Linked DNA regions of Mus musculus: regions 1 and 3 are each linked to region 2. The links are chromatin contacts, called in public Hi-C and promoter capture Hi-C maps. All regions are on one chromosome and are shown on one strand. Each heading gives the region's core, a stretch centred on a gene start, on an enhancer-like site or on the middle of the called end of the contact. The rest is flanking DNA. Distances are from core to core; before and after follow the strand shown. Region 1 holds the start of Gins4 (GINS complex subunit 4 (Sld5 homolog)). Region 2 holds the start of Eif4ebp1 (eukaryotic translation initiation factor 4E binding protein 1). Region 3 holds the start of Rnf122 (ring finger protein 122).

Region 1 (3,554 bases), core at 753-3,252, 4.0 Mb after region 2:
GAGGCAGGCTGTAGAGCAAACCACCTTGCATGTGTCTGTAAATTGCCTTGTCCGCAGTGATTGTCGCCCCTAGAAATGTTAAAGACAAAGAAGGAGAGGGAAAGAAAGGAAAGGAGAGGTGTGGAAAGTAACTTTCCTGACTTACAAGTGAGTGAAAGTAAAGAAGGGCCCAGTGTTGAGGGTAAAGCTGTATTACTCGCTTTCTGTAAAAGTCAAAGACAAGCCCCTCTCATAGACAAACACCCAGGGTGAGTTCAAGCAGTCACAGGACTCTCTGTAGGTCACGCCGGAAGCTTGTGATGGAGCAGTTTCTAGAATGACAGCTGCCTACAGAATCTGCTGTAATACACCAAACAGCCAAGGCTTCTGGTTTCTGGTTCTTGTCTCAGAAAATACAACTTCATAACCAACCTCACTAAGCTAATTTCTTATCACTCTGGGCTACTCTACAGATGTAATTTATTTTATCTGTTCCATGCTTATTTGATAATAAAATATCAATCTAATGATATGTGGAACAAAATATAAGCATCCTGTTAGCAGATGAATATTAAAATGTTTACGCCACCAGGAGGCAGAGGTGGGTGGATCTTTATGAGTTTGAGGCTAATCTGCTCTACATAACAAGTTCCAGGTTCGTCAGAGTTACATGATGAGGCCCTGTATCAAATAAAAATAAATAATGAAAATTTTTTGTACGTCAGTGATAAACTGTAGAAAGAGATTTTGTTTTACTTAGTTGCTGGGGACTGGACCCAGGTTAAATGCTAAGATTGTACTGTACCACTGCACCACATTCCCCCGCTCCCATCTATACAAATCATTTTAATTTAAAAAATAGGTATAATACCAAGAATCTTTAGGCTACCACAAATTCAAATTTCCATAACTTTCTATTAGTCCTGTTATTTCTTTTTGTTGTTGTTGTGGTTTTGTTTTTGTTTTTCGAGATAGGGTTTCTCTGTGTAGCCTTGGCTGTCCTGGAACTCACTCTGTAGACCAGGCTGGCCTCAAACTCAGAAATCCACCTGCCTCTGCCTCCCAAGTGCTGGGCTTAGAGGCCTGTGCCACCACACCCGGCTCAATCCTCTGTTATTTCTTACTCTTTCAAGTAGTAATATGTCAGGATGCATAATTTATAGGTATATAAAACTATAAAAATTTGCAATCTGATTCCATCTCTGAAGCTAATTAGGAAGTTTGGCACTTAAAAAATATAAGGGGCTAGGGGCTGGAGAGATAGATAGCTCATTGGTTTAGAGCACTTGCTCTAAACCAGAGGACTGGAGTTTGGTTGTCGGTACCCATGTGGAACAGCTCATAACCACATGTTATGAGCTCCATCAGGATCCAGTGCATTCTTCTGTCCTCAGCTGGCACCACACTCATGTGCAAGCACACATACTAACATACATGAAAATAAGGAAATATATCTATAAAAATAATCTTAAGGGGGCTCAGTGGGTAACAGCACTTGCTATGCGATCGTGACCTGAGCATGTACCACATGCGTATATTGCATTCACACTCACTAAAAAGGTAGAATCCTAGAAAGTCAGTAGGCATTCTTTCATCACCAAAAAGAACAACTCAAATAACATTAGAGAACAACTCTGCGCAAAAAAAAAATGTAAAGGAAGGACAATGGAGTGAGTCTCTTAAATGTAGTTTCAACACACATATATGAATCTGTGAACAGGTTTGGCAATGGAACCAACCCACACACAGTAAATGTTAAAGGAAGGAAGGAACTGGGCCCTGTACCGATTCGCCACAAGACGGCGCTGCCTGGTTTCCTTACTGTGAGCCGAACGCCCCCACGTGGCCGTCCCGAGACGGTGCCACCCGGCACTTCACTCCCGGCCTCCTTCCCCGCCTTCCGGAAGTATGTTCTATAGCTCGGCAAGAGCCCGCCCCGGGGTAGGCGGGGCCAAGGGGCGTGTGTCCGCTTTCCCCTGGGCCTGATTGGTTAGTGCTCCCGCAGCGCGGAGACGTTTTCCTGTCGACGCTGTGTTTGGGGAAAGGAGCGCGGGAGCTGTACCGCTGCTGGTCGGGTCTGTGGGCCGCGGGCTTTCCGCGCGATCTCCGGCGCCCACCGCTCGGGGAGCCTCAGTCCGTGGTGTCCCCCGAGCGTGCCGGCTAGGAGAGAAGGGAAGAGGGATCCCTGAGCCGTGTAGCCGCTTTGAGTGCCAACTGCGAGGTGAGCGCTGGAGTGTCCAAGCGACCCCGGGTCAGTTGCAGCTGAGGACGCGATGTGCCGAGCACTTGACACGATGCACTTTTCTCATTTGAACCGAATGGGCTCCTGGGCCACTGAGGCAAAACGCTGCTCCTGGCGACGACAAGGAGCATTGCGGTTTAGTGTGGTATCTGCCCAGGTCCAGGCCCATGCAGCGGGAAAGATTAGGAGAGAAACCGACCAAGGGACTAAACCCAACACTGAAAAATCAGTCTCTGATTTCGCCATCCCTGGCCAGTGCACCCCCTTCAGCCCCAATAAACTTGTCCCTAAATGCCTTTTCTTGCAAGTAAGTGGGAGAAGCTTTTCAGGGTGTTGGTTTATTTTTCAGGTGTAGGTTCCCGGTTGAGAAACGATGACGGAGGTTCTGGATCTCCACGGACAGGACTCTGATGGGGGTAGTGAGGAGATGGTCCTAACTCCTGCAGAGCTCATTGAAAAGCTGGAGCAGGTAAGCACCCCAAATATGTCCCGTGTTCTTAGCTCTTAACTTACTCCAGGTGTGCAGTACCACGGCTCAGAAAATAAGGAAACAGAAGATTTGTTTCCAAAGAGCAGTGTTTGTAACATCTGCATAAAAATAGGAAGCCAGAAAGCAGGGCCTTCTTTAGGAGTCTCATCTTGTCAGTCTTCAAGGATGGCTAGTAAAAGTAGGCTTTGGACACATGTAGTAGAATGTTTCACAAAGCAATGCTCTGCTGTGCTATTTTGAGGACGTAAAGATGTGTGTGATCTGTAGAGAAGCATGCCATTTCTCTATAGTAGTCTCTTCCTCTGTTTCCTCCCCCATTGGAAGATATCTGCTCTAACAAGAAATTGCCATCCCTTTTGGTCATAATAGCAGTGATTATTTCTTGCATAGTTGTTGTTGTCGTCGTCGTCTTCTTCTTCTTCTTCTCCTTCTCCTTCTTTCTCCTTCTCCTTCTCCTTCTCCTTCTTCTTCTTCTTCTTCTTCTTCTTCCCCTCCTCCTTCTTTTCCTCCTCCTCCTCCTCCTCCTCCTCCTTCAATAATATCTTCTCATGAACCTCGGGTAGTTTAGGAATTCTGAACATGCTTGGGGTTTTTTAGGTTTTGTTTTTGCTTTTTGTTTGTTTGTTTTAAGTTTGTTTTTGAGATAGGGCCTCACTATGCATCACTGGCCGGTCTTGAACTCTCAGAGTTCACCTGCCTCTGCCCTCTGTGTGCTGGCAGTAAAAGCATGCACTGTGTTGCCCTATAAGTTCTGGGACATTCATGGCGTATACTATTGAGTGTTCTTTAGAGGACAGTTGACCATGGGTACCCACCTCCAGTGGATACCTCTACAACATAGCC
Region 2 (3,706 bases), core at 420-2,919:
TACCCAGCTAACCTGTTCATCCAGAAAGGGACGGGCAAGAGAGAAAATAAACGTTTCCCAGAGCCTTTAGGTCTGTATCGGTGCCTATAAAAAATAAAAATAAAAAATACACCCTGATTCACACCTCGCCTAAAAGGACTCAACTCTCTGTGAAACTTTGTGCTCAACACAAAGTTCTGCGAAAAGACAAAGGGGCAACAGCGTGAACTAAAAAGTGGCCAGCGGGGTTGAAGAACTCCAGTAACGGGAGGCCAGAAGCCTGCAGAAAACTTTTCCTTTGGGCCGTTTCTAATAAGAGGGAGCCGGCTTTCTCCCCCTGCCCTGCTTGCTACTTCTTGCTGAGTGTAGGAACTCAGCATGACGATGCACAACAGACACGTGCTCAAGCAGCGAGGCCTTGGTGCTGTGTCCTGAAGATCACAGAACCCAGTGGACACTGACTGAGCTCCAAGATCCCTTCATCGGTGCCTTGGTTCTGGGATCTGGCTGTGCTCCCTGGTGCAGGGACAGCTGCCCGAGAAAATAGGCATGTGGCCCGGCTGCGCCAGCAGTAGCCCAAGGTTCATCACCGCGCCAGGATTCCTCTTGTTTTTGAGTTGTAAGAGGAGTAGTTGGGGGAGGAGACCGGGGAGGGGAGAAGCGCAAAAGTGGGTGGGAGCGGCGCGAGGATTGGGAGGGAAGTAGTGAGCCACGAGGATTTCATCATGCAAACAGGCGGGTAGGTTTCATCAGCGTCTATACTGGGGCTCCAGGGCAAGCTGGGAATGCCTGGTTCCCGGAGGCCGGCCCCCACCCGCGCCAACTCAGCTTCCTCTTCCTCATCCTCCGCCACTTGGGCCAGTTCAACGCTGTGCCCTGCCCCCCAGGCCCGAGGAACGTGTTGTTCTGCACTACACCAGACGCCGCCCCTGCAGGAATCTCTCTCTTAACACAAGCCACAGGTGGCAGAGAAGCACCCTCAGCGTCCAGCCTCCATTAATGAGCGAGTGTCCAAAGCAAAGAGGGCTGCCTCCGGAAAGGTTAAAAAAAAAAAAAGTGTGCAGGCGTCACTTATTCCAAGGGAGATCAACTAAACTTAATCTCCAGGCCAGCCTCTTTCCCTGATCTTGTCCCACCCCAAACTGCCCTGACACCCACAGAGGTCGCCCTTAAGCACATGGTGGTCCTGGCAGAGTGCCTATCTGTATGCTCAGGGCACTCTGCCGTATCTCCCAGGAAAAGGCTAATAATGCAGGCAGTTTGCAGCCGGGTTCCAGACCACGCTCCACCACACCCAGAAGGCGAGCAACCGAGACGGTGACCCTTCTGCTTTCCCGACGCCCCTCGTCCGTTCTGGCCAGCTACCGAACCCCTCGAATGCCGCCCTCCCCGTCGCACGTGAGACTCCGGATCCCGACGTATCCTCCAGCCCCCCGAGGTCGCCCGTGACCCCGGCCAGCGCCTACCTCCCGGGGTGGTGCTGAAGAGCGTGCCGCCCGGAGTGGTGCTGTAGTCCCCGGGCGGGAGCTGCACGCCATCGCCGAGGGCTACGCGGCGAGTGGGGATGGCCCGGCTGGGAGTCTGGCTGCAGCTGCTGCCCGCCGACATGTCTCCTGCACGCCGCCCACGACCCTCCAGCAACCCCGCGGCACCTCGGCCCAGCCCTTCTCGTGCCCGGCCCGCCCCTTCCGCCTGGGCTCCACGCCCCCTGAGACTTGCGGTCCGCCCGGCCCCACCCAGCCCCAGCCCGCTGCCTGCAAGTGGTTCCCCAGCTGCTGACCTAGGCAGCTTCTGTCCTCTCCAGTGCAGGAACCCCAGTGTGGGCCCCTTGGGTTCCCTGGTTCCTCCCCGAGACTCTGGGAAGATCTAGGTAGGGATGACGGTGGCAGAACTCTCCGATTTGGTGGCAGCGTCTCAGCGCACCAGACCGCCTGCTTTCTATATTAGGATGTGACCTCTCGATCCCAGGCCGATCCTCAGAGAAGAAAGGGTGGGCTGATCCTTCGCCATTCTTAACGTTTCTACAGCTTTTACAGTTTTACAGTTTTTAGGAGTCAGAGCAGCGGCTGCACAGCGCACATTCCTGGACTTGGAAGGAGTAGTGGAAGAGTAAGAGGGACCTAGCCAGCCAGCTAGGAACCGAATATAAATCTGATGAGGAATGGGCAGGATCGAAGCTCTGCGTACTGTGGGCTGGGAGGATTAGAGTTAACCGGTCAAAGATCCGCATAGTACTTGGACTGGGTTCCACTCCAGCACTTTGTCTGGTAGTCACTAGGGAGGGAAGGGAAAATGCATGTCCAATCGGTTACAGTGTCTGTGTCAATCAATCTCCATATGGTAGGAAATGCCTATAATCCCGACCGTGAGGAGGCTGAAGCCCTAGGAGGATCCCAAGTTGACAGCCGAGGGAGGGCCAGAACCCTGTTCTCACTGTTGTCCGGGCTGGCCTGAGAGAACACACTGGGCCACCTTCCTCCCTTTGGGAGAAGCATGTTGAAAGGGGTTTTGCTTTTTGCCTTGTTTGGTTGTTCTAGAGGCCCCAGATTTCCTGGAACTACGATTTCAGGGAAGGGCCTGTTTATAAAGTCCAACATCCAAGTTCAGCATTCAAGTGGTCCACACTTGTCCCAGCAATGAGGAGACTGAAGCAGGAGGATTCTAGCCTGTGCTACCCAGCAAAACCCTGTCTCAGACACAGAAAGAAGAGAGAGAGACTTAAGCTGGGCATGCTAGCTCAGAGAAACTGAGACAGGAGCATTACAGAAAAGCTGAGGGCAGACATGGTTGTGGCGAGTTTGATGCACAGCCTGGGCCAGACATGTTAAGACGCTGTCTTAAACCGTGAAAGAGAGAGAGAAAAAAAAACACGGGGAAGGGGAAGCTTGGAACACAGCTCACTTGGTAGACAGTTTACCACGTATACACTAAGTCCACGGTTAAATCCGAAGCATCAACATAAAAACTGAACGTGGTGGCACTTTGTAAGCTTATAATCCTAGAACTCGGGAAGGGAAGGTTGGGGGATCAGCACTCGGGAGGCAGAGGCAGGCAGATTTCTGAGTTCGAGGCCAGCCTGGTCTACAAAGTGAGTTCCAGGACTGCCAGAGCTACACAGAGAAACCCTGTCTCAAAAAAACAAAAACAAAAAAACAAAAACAAAAACAAAAAAAAAACAAAAAAAAATTGGCCAAGCCAAGCCCAGTGGCTCTCTCTTACAGCTGCCTACAGACCCAAATAAGAAACTCTCATCTACATCTCCAGCACCATGTCTGCCTGTGTGCCACCATGCTCCCTGCCATGATGACAATGGACTAAACCTCTGAAACAGCAAGAAACCTCAATTGAATGTGCTCTTTTATAAGAGTTGCAGTGGTCATGGTATCTCGTCACAGCAATAGAACACTGACTAAGACAGTGTTCTATTACCCCTAAGGCACTTGGATAAGTTGAGGAGTTAAAGATGATTGCCCACAAGCCTACAGCCACAGCTAGGAGGGACCTGAGCCTGAGGGTAAGCACCGTTTCCCTGCCTTGGTAGCTCCATTGAGTAGCTTTCCAGGGAAGATAAGCTTCCCTCCTGGGCTTTGCGAACCACATGGCCCTGAGAATGATCGTTTTAGAGTTTTCTTACAAATTCCCTGCTCAATTCTTTCTCTTGCAGACCCATTTTGCCTATGGTGATTTCTGCCTCTCTCAGAGCAGGCACTCATTCATATCAAGTCTT
Region 3 (3,495 bases), core at 274-2,773, 3.9 Mb before region 2:
TCTTTCCAGCCAAAGGGAATCTTTCCCAGATGCTGGGATACACCGTCAGGCCTCAACCCCCCATTCCCGCCCCTCCTCTCCATTACCAGCCTATCACACACAGCTTGGTTCATTTTCAGGAAATTAGATCCGACCAGCAAAAGGAGGAAGGAGGGGGGATGGGGGCTACTCATACACATGCGGCCCAAACCCTGCTTTAAAACAAAAGACTCTTGAAATAATTAGTCCAAGATCATGCAGAAGTCTACTTAAGAATGGATTTTTCACAAGCAACCAGACTGCCATACCAAAAAACTTAAAAAAAAAAAAGTTAGCTTCTTTCCACCTCGCCAACTTGCCTAGAAAAAGTGATCAAGATTTTGGGTACTTCTGGGGGAAGGGTGGGTGGTATTAACATCGAAGACTTGGCTCAGAAAGATCCAACAGGTAGCCTAGACAGGAAATCCAGACCCGCTTTCTAACCTGTAACACCTGAGCTGCCCCAAAGCCTCAGATGAACTAATTTAGCATCATCACGCGGTGGGGTGTGGGAAGCGGTTGGTGGTGGGTGGCTGGCTGTGCTGGAAGGTACCGTCACCACCTAGGCTGAAAGCAGACCCCAGGGTCTGGCCTTATTGCCAGAAAGCAAAGCTTTTGCCAGGCCAGCCCTGAGCTGGGGGCCCAGCTTTCTTTCTGCAAGGCTTTATCTATTCAGTAAAGCGACGCTCTTTTAATCCAGCGTCTGGCCCCTAGGAGCCAGTGAAAACCAACAAAGAAAAAGAAAGTCACCCCGCGCCTTGTCCCGCACGCTGCACTGTATACATATTTAAAATAGCCTGCAAAGTTTCAGAACCGGAACTTGAGCTCCCTCTAGGAGATCCTAGCCCGAGCGCGGATTTAATTCTCCAACCACCACAACAAAGAACAGAGTTTGAGAGCGCACAAAGGCAGGCGAAGGGGTAGAAGAGATGGACCGCCATACAAAGGCCGGGAAGACTCGGCTCACACGCCCCTGGCCCTCCACTCGCTTCCAGACCCCCTTTATTCCCAACAAAGTGAATGGGATCTTTCTAACTGCGCGCTGTGCAGAGCCCAGCAGGGCGCCAGGACGCCTTCTGGGCCGTCCCAGACACCGGGAAACTCGGCTCAGGACCTGAACCTGCGCGGTCCCTGTTCTCCCACCGGTCCAGGGACTCACCGTTACACCACTGGAATGGGTGCATCAATGAAGTCAAGGTCGGCTTCCGGGAGCAAACCGAGGCAAGGTGTTGGAGCTGGAGGGGCTGTGCACTGAGACCGCCGGGATGGAGATGCAACTCCCGGAGGAGTGGAGTCAAGGGTTACAGAGAGGCCGGTTTGCAGAGCAACAAAGAGGGCAGAGGAGGAAGCAAAGTCTTTTCGGAGCGAAGCCCTACCGAGGGCCCGGGCCGGGAGGGCAGCCGAGAGAGCCGGGATGCCCGGCCGAGAAGGCAGTAGCCAGGACACGAAGCCGGGCTTGGGTCCCACTGCGCTGAGCAGTGCGCGCTGGGATTCCGAAAACTGACACCGCACGGCTCACACCCCCCTCCCTAGGACTGCTCCCTCCCGGGAGCCCGCCCCCTTTTCGTCACCTGCCCTCCGGCCAATGGGAGCCTTTCTCCTGCCCTGGGGTATTATTTACAAGCCAGTTTACCCTCTGGACAGGGGAGCTTTTTTCTGGGTAGATTCCTACCCCGCCTCCTAGCCAGACCTGGGGAGTCCCTAGCCTGCAGAACGGCGTGAGAGGCGACGCCTGCAGGGGGCGAAGATCGCCGCCTCCTAGGACCCGGGCGGGGAGGGCTATGGTGGTGGAATGACACGAGGATTAGTGCCACTTTTGTTTTCCGCCTACAGATCCGTGTCTGTCTCGAATTTCTATAGCTCTGTAGAAGGCAGTCCTGGGAGTTGGTTCCACTTGTCCTTCGCCTTTAGACCTGGTTATGCGTGGCAGCTAGCGCATTCCCAGACCCACCGCGAAAGGAGAGAACTGAGGCAAAGAGGGCAAAGCAGATGAAACTCAAAACTCCATCTTCAAAGGGCTATTGTTCTCACATCACTTCAGGACAGAGCCTTCTTTTACAAACAAGAATAAGGCCTAAAGCTGAAGGCCATACCGTGCCAGGATTCCAATCTCCTAGACTGTGGCGAAAACCCGGAAACTGGCTTTGTCAATGGCCGGGACAGGGGTCTTGCTTCGGTGTTGAATGGACAGGGGATGAAGGGGGGGGGGGATCTCAAATCTCCATGTAGTATTATTTATTTTGGATGACATTGCATAGTTTATTTTATATGTTTATTATTTTGCTAATGGAAAGCTATTTGGTCCTAACTGACCTCCAACTCCAGAGATCTGCCCTCCTCTGTCTCCAGGGTGCTAGGATGAAAGGCCTGTGCCACCATACTCAGGCTTGTTTATGTATGCTTTTGTTTATCTTTCCACTTAAAAGAAAGTATTACCATCAGTGCATAGAGTATCATTGAAAGTACCCCGGTGCAAGGCGCCACAGCCACGTTCAGAAGCAGTGTGTTGAGTAGACCCACAAATAAGCAAGCAAAACGGCCTGCTCTTCCTTTGTCAGGACTTATCATCCCACTATTGATTTGTTGGAACTGAGTCTCTGGCCCCTGAGCGAGCTAATGCATGCGAATGAATGTTTTGCCATTTCCAAGCACAGTCGTTAAAGTATCAAATATCCTGACCTGCATCTCAGGGCTGCTGGAACAAATGCAATCTTCTTATCTCTGGGGATGGTCGGATAGTCTCCAAATCCAGAAGGCCTTTGTGGACGGTGATTGTGGTGTTTGCATATACACCGTACTTCCCTTAACATCAAGTTGCATACCCCCCACCCCCCAATATTTGTGTAACTTAACAATATGGAAGGCTCACTGTAGTTCATCAATTTAGTGGGGGCAGTGTCGTGTACAGATCAAATTTCTAGGTGTTGTTGTTATTGTTATGAAACAGGGGTTATTAACTATGTAGCCAGGCTAACCCCAAACATAGAGGTTTGACTACCTCTGTCTCTTGAGAGTTGTGTATGTGGCACCACCGCCTGGCTGTCTTAGTGGGATCACTGCAAAGGGTTTCTAAAGGCCTCTCGGATCCTCCCCTAAACCCCACCCCCTCCACTTTAGAGCCCCAGGGAGAAATGTGACATTTACTAACTCTGGAGCTTAAGCCCAGATATTGTTTTGTTTGTTTGTTTGTTTGGATGGTTTTGAGTTTTTGAGACAGGTTTTCTCTGTGCAGTCCTGGCTGGCCTCGAACTCACTCTGTAGATCAGGCTGGCCTCAAACTCAGAAATCCGCCTGCCTCCCAAGTGCTGGGATTAAAGGCGTGCTCCACCAAAGTGCTCCAGAGGCCAGGTCTACAGAGTGAGTTCCAGGACAGCTAGGACTGCACAAAGAAACCCTGTCTTGGGGGCGAAAAAGTGCTCCAGAACACTAGGCTGGCCTTGAACTCACAGAGATCCACCTACTTCTGATGTGCCTTGT

Evidence for each region. Promoter capture Hi-C pulls out the DNA fragments that hold promoters and counts their contacts. Hi-C and Micro-C count contacts between places; a contact is called where the count stands out from the background.
Region 1: a contact with region 2 is called in a promoter capture Hi-C map of pre-B cells, with 2.1 times the contacts expected there. The contact joins the promoter of Gins4 here to the promoter of Eif4ebp1 in region 2.
Region 3: a Hi-C map of B cells shows a contact between it and region 2, with 7 read pairs. The contact joins the promoter of Rnf122 here to the promoter of Eif4ebp1 in region 2. A contact is called at or near these places in 3 of 39 promoter capture datasets (cranial neural crest, maxillary cranial neural crest and pre-B cells) and 3 of 484 Hi-C or Micro-C datasets (B cells, LSK cells and cardiomyocytes).

The regions. Positions count from the first base shown.
Region 1 is chr8:23,236,116-23,239,669 of GRCm38.p6, reverse strand. It overlaps Gins4 (GINS complex subunit 4 (Sld5 homolog)), which reads left to right and starts at 2,002. Exons shown (of 8, transcript NM_024240.6): 1 at 2,002-2,200; 2 at 2,571-2,690. The coding sequence starts at 2,595. Gm39141 (a long non-coding RNA gene) reads right to left here and starts at 1,890. Exons shown (of 3, transcript XR_870246.2): 1 at 1,802-1,890.
Region 2 is chr8:27,258,290-27,261,995 of GRCm38.p6, reverse strand. It overlaps Eif4ebp1 (eukaryotic translation initiation factor 4E binding protein 1), which reads right to left and starts at 1,669. Exons shown (of 3, transcript NM_007918.3): 1 at 1,446-1,669. The coding sequence starts at 1,587.
Region 3 is chr8:31,109,855-31,113,349 of GRCm38.p6, reverse strand. Rnf122 (ring finger protein 122) reads right to left here and starts at 1,523. Exons shown (of 6, transcript NM_001368375.1): 1 at 1,178-1,523. The coding sequence starts at 1,202.